Regions from separate parts of the Canis lupus genome. Here region 1 is linked to region 2. The links are chromatin contacts, called in public Hi-C maps. All regions are on one chromosome and are shown on one strand. The core of a region is the stretch at or near the end of the contact, and the rest is flanking DNA. Distances in the headings are between cores, read along the strand shown. Region 1 holds the start of PAK4 (serine/threonine-protein kinase PAK 4). Region 2 holds the start of DLL3 (delta-like protein 3).

Region 1 (4,810 bases), core at 278-2,777, 300 kb after region 2:
AAGGGACCCGGAGAGCAGAAGGAAATGGCGTGGGAGCCATCTGGGACCACCATGAGAGCTTGGGGTTTTAAGTACAGAGAACACTCGGCCTTGTACTGGGTTCCCTTCAGGGACATCCTCCCCAGCCAGAAGCCCATCAGACTCACTTGGACTCGGGGCCACCCACAAACACCCCCACCCGCGTAGGTCCATGAGAACTTTTCTTCCCAGATCACACCCTCCCAAGGAGCCCAGAGACAATCCATTCCAGTCCGGGGAGTGGCTCAGCCCTGCCCAGCCCCCTGCTTCCAGGACAGGAACGTCCTTTAACAATCTACAGTGTAACAACCCAGGGGCAGGAGCTCTGGAGTCCGTCAGACCCAGCTTGGAACCCGCCTCCTGTTACTCAGCAGAAGGTACCCGAGCCTCAGTTTTCCTGTCTGTAAAGTGGGTCTATCCAGGACCCACCTCACAAGTTCGCGGTATAACGAATCAAGAGCGGCGAGCACGGCGTTAGGCCTCATTAAATATTAGCCAAAGTTACGATTGCCCGAGAAGCAGTAGAGCCTGGTACGACTCGGCCCAGAACTCCGGTCTGAATCCCAGCCCCGCAACTTCTTCATTAGATGATCCTGGGCAGATCGCTTGGGCTCTTAATAACAGCGCCAACCCTATAAGGCTGCGGAGAGGGTTAAATACGTGTAAAGCGTCCAAGTGACCGGGCACATAGTAATTCACGAGTGCTTGCTCTTCTTTTCGTTATTTGTGGGCGCGGGCTCCCCTTTACCCGGCCAGGAAGCACCTTTGATGGCTCTGGGGCATCCCTCCCGTCCTCCCCAGCAATGGATCCCACTGGGGTTTCAACTGTTGACCCTCAGGTCCATCATCTGTCACACTCTGACCTTTGCCCCCTCTGGCCACGCCCCACATTTGAGCCCTTAAAAAGGTGGCCCCCCAACCTCAGTCTCGGCATCTGCTCCGCCGGCTGCTGCCGCAAACCCGCAACCCGCCGCCCCGGGGGCTGTGATCTCCGACTCTGGTAAGCGCGCCCTCCCTTCAAATGACTCGCTTTGACCCCCATTTTGTGACCCTCGCCCCGACCCCCTCCAAAGCTCCAAAGGGCCCCACTTCAAATTTCGAACTTCGAGGTCCCCTTCGCCACGCCCCCTTCGCCACTCTGACCTCTGACCTCTTGTACACCACCCTCCCCGGCGGCACTGACCCCCGACCTCTCCGACGCGACCCTTCCCTCTTCGAGTGAACTTTGACCCCCGCGGCCCCGCCCCCTACTTGCGTAAACGCTCTCCCACCGCCACGGCCCGGCCCACCCCAATCTCCAGGCCAGACCGCTGATCCTACCGGCTCGGCGCTGCAGTTGCTCGCGGCCTAGCAGCTCGACTCGGAATCCCGAACCCTCACACCGCCCTCAGCTCTCTTGCGCCGCCGCCACCGCGGCCACTGCCGCCGCCATGTTAAATCCCCAACGAACATCCGGGGCTTTCCCCCCTCGCCGCCCACCAGTCCCCATAGCAACGGGGCTGACCGGGCAGGGGGCAGGGCCCGTCCAGGGGCGGAGCTGGGCCGCCGGCAGAGCCCGCTCCAGCCTCTGATTGGTGCAGATTGTCCAATCGGAGCCCTTCGGGCAGAAAATGCCGAGCGGAGATTGGAAAATTTGGAAAGGGTGCGGGGAAGCTGGCTCCCCGCCCAATCAGGTTCTTAAAGGGGAAATGACCATCCGCGTGCGGCAGTCGCACCTTACACCAAAAAACCGAGTAAGCGGGTGGAAGGCAGTAATGGGTAACAATGGCCAGACACAGTTACTAAGCACTTGTGTTCCAGACACCCGGCCAAAAGCCCCTTGCATTGTCTCACTAAATGCTCACTAAATGCTCACCAAACCTCTGTTGTATTATTTTTTTTAAAAGACTTTATTTCTTCATAAGAGACACACACAGAGAGGGGGACACAGAGGCAGAGGGAGAAGCAGGCTCCCTGCAGGGAGCCGGAGGGGGAGGGTCTCGAGCCCAGGACCCAAGGATCACGACCTGAGCCAAGGCAGATGCTCAACCCCTGGGCCACCCAGGCGTCCCAACCCTGTCCTAGTATTAATACTCATCTTACAGGGACAGAAACAGGCTCACAAGGGTGAACTAGCTGCCTCAGGATTACAGGAAGTAGATAATGAGTTTTGAACGACAATCCGAGTCCAGGAACTTGAACTGGAACCAAGACACTGTTTGATCTTAATCTTTTCTGTAAGCTTTTAAAAAAAATAATTCATCCAAAAAAAAAAAAAAAAAAAAGGAAAATACGAGAAAACAAACAACAACAACAAAATCCATAAGCTAAACCCAGACATCCTATCCTATGCTTTCACTCACTGGGTCCCAGCTACGTTGCTCTTTCAGAAAAGATACCGGGCATTCCCCTTCCTCGAGGTCTTTGCATGGGCTGCTCCTTCTGTCCGGAATAGACTCTTTCCCTTGGCATCCTCAGGGCTCCCTCCCTTACCTCTCTCAGCGTTTTACTCAAATATCACCTTATCAGGGTGATTCCTTCCTACCCTAACTAAAGCAGCAAACATCCCTCTCCCATGCTGCTAAGCCCTTCCCCTCATCTGCTTTTTCTTATTTTCCTGCTCCAATCGCCTTCTAACAAACTAGATAATTAGCTAATTGTAGTTATTTGGGTTGTTTCCTCTACTGAAATGTCAGCTCCACGAGAGCATGGATTTTTGTCTGTTTTGTTTCCTGTGCATGCCCAGTGCCCAGTGCACGATGGGCCTGTAGATGCTCAGTAAATATTTGTTGAATGGATGCTTGGCTGAGGCCTAATTCCACGCCCTCCGAGATACTCTTAAATGCTAAGTGCATCCCCCCCACTGCCCCGCCCCAGCGCAGTGTCTAGCCCGTAGTAGCCATTTAATTAATGTCTGGGGGAGGCAATGAATGAATGATGGCAGGATGAGTCATTTTTTTCTGTACATGTACCTACCCTTTTTGTTTTTAACAGAATCAGAGACACACATTTATAAGGGATTTTGTGTTTCCAAAAACAAGATTAGAAATATCACCAGTATCTTTCCACATCATTTTCTTCAAGAACATTAGTTTTAATGGCTGCATAGATGCCATCCTATCAATGAACTCTAATTTGTTTAACCACCCTTTCTTGTTGAACATCTAAGCTGTGATAAATATTTTGCTATCATAAATGATACTCCCCCCGCCCGAGTTCTAGCAGTTAAATATTTATGCACATCTCTAATTATTTCCTTTGAATAGATTACCACAAATGGAACCACTGGGTCAAAGGAAATGTTCAACTTTACGATTTAATAATAGTAACAGTTCCCATGCATGGAGCTAAGCCGTGTAATCTTAACAACAGGGGCTATGATTCCGGCTCGGCAGAGGAAGCTGAAGCTTAGAAAACTAACTTTATTTGCTCAAAGTCGCACAAGCTAGTGGGGCAGAGCCAGGGCTCATCCCCAGTTTTGACTCGGGGCAAGGCTCTTGCTAACCTCCCTCTGCTGCCTCCCCGCGGCCTGAACACGCATTGCCAAATTGTGCTGCAAGGATCCAACTCACACTCCCACCAGCGTTCAGAGGGAACATGCGCTTTGAAGTATCCTCGCCAGCATTAAACGTTCTTGTTTTTGTGCTCTTTTGAAATCTGTATGCTGCACAGAGTGTCCGTTTTTTAAAAATCAAGTCTTGTAGCTGAGATGGCAGCACTTTATCCCGGCCCCAGTGATGGGGGAGGAGGGCCAGGTGCAGCCTTTGCCTCAAATTGCATGGCATTAGGCTCTAGAACCCACGTTTGGGGAAGCCTCCTTGGAACTTAATTGGAGAATCTCTGTCGGAGATCAGACCTGAATAAGCCCAGCAAGATCTGCTCCAGGGGTTTCCTAAGGATGGGTAATTAGGCCCTCCTACTTCAGGGCTCTGAAAGAGAAAATCAGCTCCAAAAGAGCCTCCTACAGAGGGCCTCCTGGAGGAGGTGGTGAGGTGGCGACTCCCAATAGATGGAAACAGATGAGGAGGATTTGGTCTCATAAAAATAATGAATTTCACTACATCAAGGGAAAAGATAAGCAGCAGTATAGAGGTGGCAGGCAATGCTTTGTGTCCTTCATATGTAAAGAGCATTTATAAATCAATAAGAAAAGTGAACATACAACAGAAAAACAGGCAAAGGACATGAACAAAAATTTCAAGTACAGACAGTGGATAAGAAAAAATGAAACTGGCAAATAAGAAATTAATGAAAGAGATATTAAACAGATGCTTTTTATTTTTTTGGTCTCTCTGGAAAAAATATTTTTAAAGATTTACTTACTTATTTGGGAAAGAAAGAGAGAGAGCATGAGTGGGAGGAGCAGAGGGAGAGAGAGAATGTCTCCCTGAGCCCAGTGCAGGGCTTGATCTCATGACCCTGAGATCACAACCTGAACCAAAACCAACCAAAACTGACTGCCCCACGTAGGTGCCCCAGAAAAATATTTTTTAATATTATAATCAGTGCTGATGAGAATATAGGATAACAGCCACTCTCATACCCCATATATAGGACTATGATCTACAATCTGGGGCAGATTTTTGGTAATATCCATCGATTCCACTTATATGAAATTTTTTTAAATATTTTTATTTATTTATTTGAGAGAGAGAGAGAAAGCAGGAGCAGGGGTGGTGCAGAGAAAGGACAGGCAGACTCCCCACTGAGCTCAGAGCCTGATGCAGGGCTTGATCCCAGGACCCTGAGATCATGACCTGAACTAAAGTTTGACACTTAACCACTTAACTGACTGAGCCACCCAGGTGTCCCT
Region 2 (5,429 bases), core at 2,878-5,377:
TGAAGACTGGACACCTCCAGGAAGCCCTCCCCTGACAGCTGCCCCCAGCCCTCTCCAGGTTGTGATCTCAGGGAGCCCCAGACAGGAGGCCACCCGGAACTCCCTCAGGATGAGGTAGGAGGGGGTGATACTGACACTACAGCTGCCCCCGTTGGCACATGGGTTCCCGTCACAGGGCCCGGGCCTGGGTACAAGGCATCCGGTGGTGGCAGAGGACGGGCCCCTGGGAGTGTGGCAGCTGCTGGAGACTGGGATGGTGCAGAGGGGCCCAGTCCAGCCCTCCAGGCATCGACATTCATTGGGCTGCTCACAGAAGCCGTGGTCTGGACTGCAGCCCGCTCGACATGCCGCTATGGGGGAAGGAGAGGCAGAGGGAAGAGTAATAGTGATGAGGGCAGCTCAGGAGGACAGGAATCAGAGAAGTTTCTGAGCACTTTGTGCACTGCTTTGTTTCATCCTTGTGACAACAACACCCACCCCCGGGCTAGATGGTATTGTGACCCCTCGGTTTCCACACAGGGAAACTGAGGCCTAGAGAGGCAGATGGGAAGTGGCAGATGGAGGATGTGAACCCAGGCCACTGAGCTCCAGAGTCTGTGCTCTTGGAAGGAGAATGGAGTGGGGTCCCCAGGGTCTGAGCTTGGCGAGAGCAGAATGAGAGAAGGCGATGAGGGTTCGGGGAGGGGCCCCTGGCCTTTCAAGCGAAATGGGAGGGTGTTGGCTTAGGGCAGGTTTGGGAGCATCTGGATAAGCCTGGGAGTCCTAGGGGCTTCCGTGGGATTCAGAAGTTTGGGGAGCGGTCTGAGGATCCAAGCTTTGGAAACCAGTGATATCTGGCCTGCAAGTTGCAGAGAAGGAGGATAAAGATCCCTTGGCAGGGGTAGGGGGTGGGGGGTGCGGGAAACTGCAGTTTCCAAAGCTCCAGGGTGGGGGTGAGAAGGGCCCCAGCATGAGAAGAGTTTAAAGGGTCCTAGCATCTGGAAAGGGCTGTGGTCCTCCGTTAGAGGAACCCGGGGTGGGTCCCAGCATGGGAAATGGGTGTGGGGTTCCTAGGAAAGTGCCCTAGAAAGAGGGAAGGGGGCTGGAGTGCCCAGGCAGGGCTGGAGAGGAGTCTGGGCTCCTCAGTTTCCCCGAGGGGGCGGTAGCTGGACCGTGGGAGGGGGATGAGGACGGCGCAGGGGGCGAAGGGGGCTGGAGCGGGGCCTGGGGGGGCCTGGCCAGCGGGCAGCAGCTTTAGCTTCCCGGAGGGGGCGTCTGCGGACGCGGGCAGAGCACCCTGAGGCGGGGTACCCGGCTGCCTGCACAGCTAACCGGGCGGTGAGAGGCGGCCGAGCAAGGGCGGCGGGGGGGGGCGCTGGGACGCAGCACTCACGCGTGGCCTCGCACTCGTCCTCGAGCGGCGCGCAGGGGCGCAGTCCCGGACCGCACCGCGAGGGGGCGCTGCGGGGCCGGCAGAGGCGCGCGCACGCGGCCCCGACGGCGGGCGGCTCGCAGCGCGCGCGGTACGAGAAGCGCAGCTCCCAGGAGCCTGCGCGCTGCACATCCCGGGCCCACGGGCCCCCGGCCGCCAGGCGGCGCCGTCCGGCCACGCGCGCCAGCAGGCTCCAGGCGGGCCCTGCGGGGACAAGGGAGCGGGCTGGGGCGGCGGACTCGGGCGGTGCCCACGCAGCTTGCGCTCTGCCCTCTCCCTGCCCCTCTCAGCGAGGCCCCGACAGCGCCCAGAGGATGGCGGCCACCCCTTGGCGAGGCCGCGACCTCCCATAACGATGTCGCCGTCCCACTGGGACCCTATGGCCCCCTATGGCCATCGCGATAACAGTCCTCCCCCAGAAACCGAAATACCCCCCACCTGCCCCAGAATCTTTTATATTAAAGTGGTAACGAGCCCCCTAAGACCCTGTGACATCCGAGATGGCCAAGGGGCAACTCCAGTCCCTTGAAGGGAGGTCGTAACACGCCCAAACCGTGCCTCGGATCTTCCTATATCAAAACGGTGGCAGAGACCCCAATTACCAGACCACAAATTACCCTTCTTGTCTGAAGCCTCGGATACCGAGAGAGTGGCACTTTATCCCCAGCAAAGCTGTCACACCCCGACACTGTGCCACAGGAGCTTTCTGTGCCTCAGTGGTCACAGACCTCATGGCTGTGAGCTGTACATGGCACCCAAATCCCCTCAAATTAAGAATAAAACCACCCCATCTCCCTCCCTGAAACCTTTGCTCAATATTGTCTCTGGGGAACCTGCGAACATCCCACAGGGCTCCTGGGACCTCTACGTGGACGTCATGACAGAGCTTTGAAAAGAAAACAGAAGTAACTGACATTGTACCCCAGCTTATCAAACTCAGATGGTGACAGTGCCGACCTGTGAGGTGCTATATCCTGCTCTGGTGGCTTCGATTCCAAGATAGGAAGAGTGTCCTTTGCCTGGTATCAGGCCAGAGACTCCTACGTCCGGCACAAGGACACTTCTACACTGACATGCCTAGAGTCCTGGGGCTACCAACACCCAGCACCGCACTCCGGGAGCTGTGAGGACATCACAGATGGGCAATCCCGTGAATGCTCCACCCCACAGACGGCCACGTGTCACTGTCGTGGACCTTACATCGGGCCCCAACTCCCTGGAGCCCCCACACTCCTCACTTCAGTCTGATGACTGAAGACACTCACCTCCAATCTGTTCTAACTCCTCTCTCCAGGTTTCGATGATAAGAGAGAAGGTGCCCTGGTTGGGTGAAGGAAGGAGAAGAAAGAACGGAAGACAGTGGTCAGGATGGGTGCTTGATGAAGGCCAGACTTTAGGGGGTGGTCATCATTCCAGGGACCAGGCAGACAAGGGACAATTCCCAGAGGGGCTGGCTCGGGGAAGGAAGGACAGTGTGGGCTTCCTCTATTGAGCACTTCCTGTGGGTAAACATTAAATTGGAGATACCTGGTTAAATCCCTCAAAGGGTTAAATCCCTTTATAAGGTACCAGGATGATCCCATTTTACAGATGGGGAAACTGAGGCTGGGACAGGGAAAGCCACCTTGCCCAAAGGACAGGGGTCTAGAATTCAAGCAAAGTTCTGTCCACCTGTCTGCTTCTGGGGTTGGGAGATGGGAGGTAGGAATTTGGGAGTAGAAGTCATGAATATGGGCCCCAACTGGAAGATGTGAGAAGGGATAAGGTGAGAGGAGATTGGGGTCCCAAAGACAAGCTGTGGCAAGGTCCCTAAGTGCAGAGAGATCTAAAGATAAAGATAAGGATTCCAGTGTTTCAGGATCCCCAGGGAACAGAGGAAGGGTTCTAAGAATTTGGGATTTACAGAGGGTGAGTTTGAGGTTCTGGGAACTTGGGGTCCCAAGCATGCAGGGTGGGGGTCAGAACATTTGGGATCCCCAAAGTGGAAGCTGGAGTCAGAAATTTGGGGTACCCTGTGGGTAGGATTCACGGGTCTAAGAATGTAGGATGCTAGGTGATAGTTACTGGTTTGGGAATTTGGGGTCCCTGGGTGGGGGGCAAAGTTGGGGCCATAGAAGTTGGAGGGTAGAAGGCCGGAGAGGTTTGGGTAAGGCCTCGGGCACGGGGTTCTCACCGGCCAGGCTTCCCGGAAGGGCACGCGCATGAAGCCGTCGGGCAGCGGCAGGTCGGGCGCCGGGGCTCCGGGCTGCTGGGTGTAGACCGGTCCGCGCGCGCTCAGGGCCGCTCCCAGGGCGCACGGAGCCTCGGCGGCCTCCTCGGAGACCCCTGGCTTCAGGCAGACCCGAAAGAAGAGGCGGCACGGGCCCTGCGCGCTGCAGGGGGACCGCGGCGCCCCGGGGCCTGGTCCCGGCCCGAAAGAGTGGATCTGCAGCTCGAAGACGCCTGCCGGCCGGGCCTGGGGCCGCAAAGGGGCACAGGATGAGGAGGCGCGGGGCCCAGGCGTCCCGTCCGCCCCGAGACCCCTGGGTCGCACCCCTTCCCTTCCTCCCTTTCCACTCCTGCTCTGACCTGGGGAAGGAAAATAAGCGCCAGGATCACCGTCCGGGACAGGAGCTGGGGCATCTGCGGGCTGACCATGGCCTTTCGGGGGGTGCTGGAGCCGCAGCTGCTGGCTCCCCGGCCTTATATCTGAGGGGACGGCTCCGCCCCCTCGGGCAGCCGCCGGGCTCCGGGAGACCCTAGGGGAGGAGGTCGCAGGGGAAGGGGAGCGTGCTGGAGCACCCGTGAGATTGTGATGTGGGCACAGGCAATGTGCGTGTGTGATCTCGTGTGGCTCTGGCACGACTGTGTGTGGCTGAGGATGGGGTGGGGCCAGGGGGTCAGCGTGCGAGGTTATATATGATTTTAAGATCCGCGCCTGTGTGTGGTGTGAGCAGGCGCTCCTGGCTGGAGGCTGTGCCTGTGATTGTGTGTGCCTACAACTGTATGCGGTTAAGACGATTTGTGAGGTTGTAGGTAATTGTGTCGGGGCGGGGGGGGGGGGGTACGCGTGTGCACCTGCATGGGAGGATGGAGGCGTCCGTGACTTCAGGATTGTGTCACCTTGGGGGTCCTGGATGCTTCTCTGTGCGTGGATGAGGAAGCCTGAGATCCTGGACCCCTGAGTGGAGTCATAGGAATCTCTAACTTTGTGGTCGGTGCAGGTACGTCTGGGTGTGTGTGTGTGTGTGTGTGTGTGTGTGTGTGTGTGTGTGTCGGGGTCTGTGTCAGCTGCGAATAACCGAGCGTGCGCGTGTGAAGATCAGGTGTGGGAGGTCCGTGGGTGTAGCCACGTGTGGGTACGATGAAGATCCGGGGTTCTTTGTGGCCCTCGTGTGTGTGTGGACGTGCGTGGTGCGTGCGCTCCCCGCCGGGAGACAAAGCCCGCACCGCGGCCCGCGGGCCTGGGGGAGGCGCCCCGCCCGGGCGGCCCCAGCTGTATGTAAATGTCGCCATCTGCCGGGCGGCCGGCCCCTCCCCCCGAGCCGCAGCTGGGCGGCCCGTTTGGCCTCCGGAAGGTGTGAGGAGCAAATGGGCAGGAAATTCCGTCCTCACAGATCAGGGGCGCCCCCAGCTCCCTCACAGTGGGGGGAGGGGGCACCCCCGGGCCAAGGCCAGCCGGGGCCGGGGCGGCGCAGATGCTCCGGCTTCTGGATCTTAGTCGCTCAGCGCCAGGTGCTGAGTGAAGCCCGTAGGTGACGCCAACTCCCTCTTCCGCCCCAGAGAAAACATTTTAATACTTCGAGGCTAATAATTGTTCGGGGAAATGGGGTTCGATTTACAGAGCTCTTCTCGAGAAGACAGGATGGTCAGTAGAGTACAGCCCGGCTGACCCCGGAGTGGGCCGGCGCTCAGCGAGTTTTAATGAGCCTCCTCTTAGGGCGCTGGGCTGGCTCCCCCTGGAGCCAGAGGCTCTGGATCTCGAGGTTGGGAGTTCAAGCCCCACATTGGCTGGAGAGATTACTTAAAAACCTTTTTA

The links. Hi-C and Micro-C count contacts between places; a contact is called where the count stands out from the background.
Region 1: a Hi-C map of blood shows a contact between it and region 2, with 3 times the contacts expected there. The contact joins the promoter of PAK4 here to the promoter of DLL3 in region 2. A contact is called at or near these places in 2 of 9 Hi-C or Micro-C datasets (both in blood).

The regions. Positions count from the first base shown.
Region 1 is chr1:114,836,419-114,841,228 of UU_Cfam_GSD_1.0, forward strand. PAK4 (serine/threonine-protein kinase PAK 4) reads right to left here and starts at 1,528. Exons shown (of 10, transcript XM_038528936.1): 1 at 1,339-1,528.
Region 2 is chr1:114,528,938-114,534,366 of UU_Cfam_GSD_1.0, forward strand. It overlaps DLL3 (delta-like protein 3), which reads right to left and starts at 4,128. Exons shown (of 9, transcript XM_038528906.1): 1 at 3,980-4,128; 2 at 3,585-3,866; 3 at 2,677-2,731; 4 at 1,373-1,615; 5 at 136-350. The coding sequence starts at 4,048.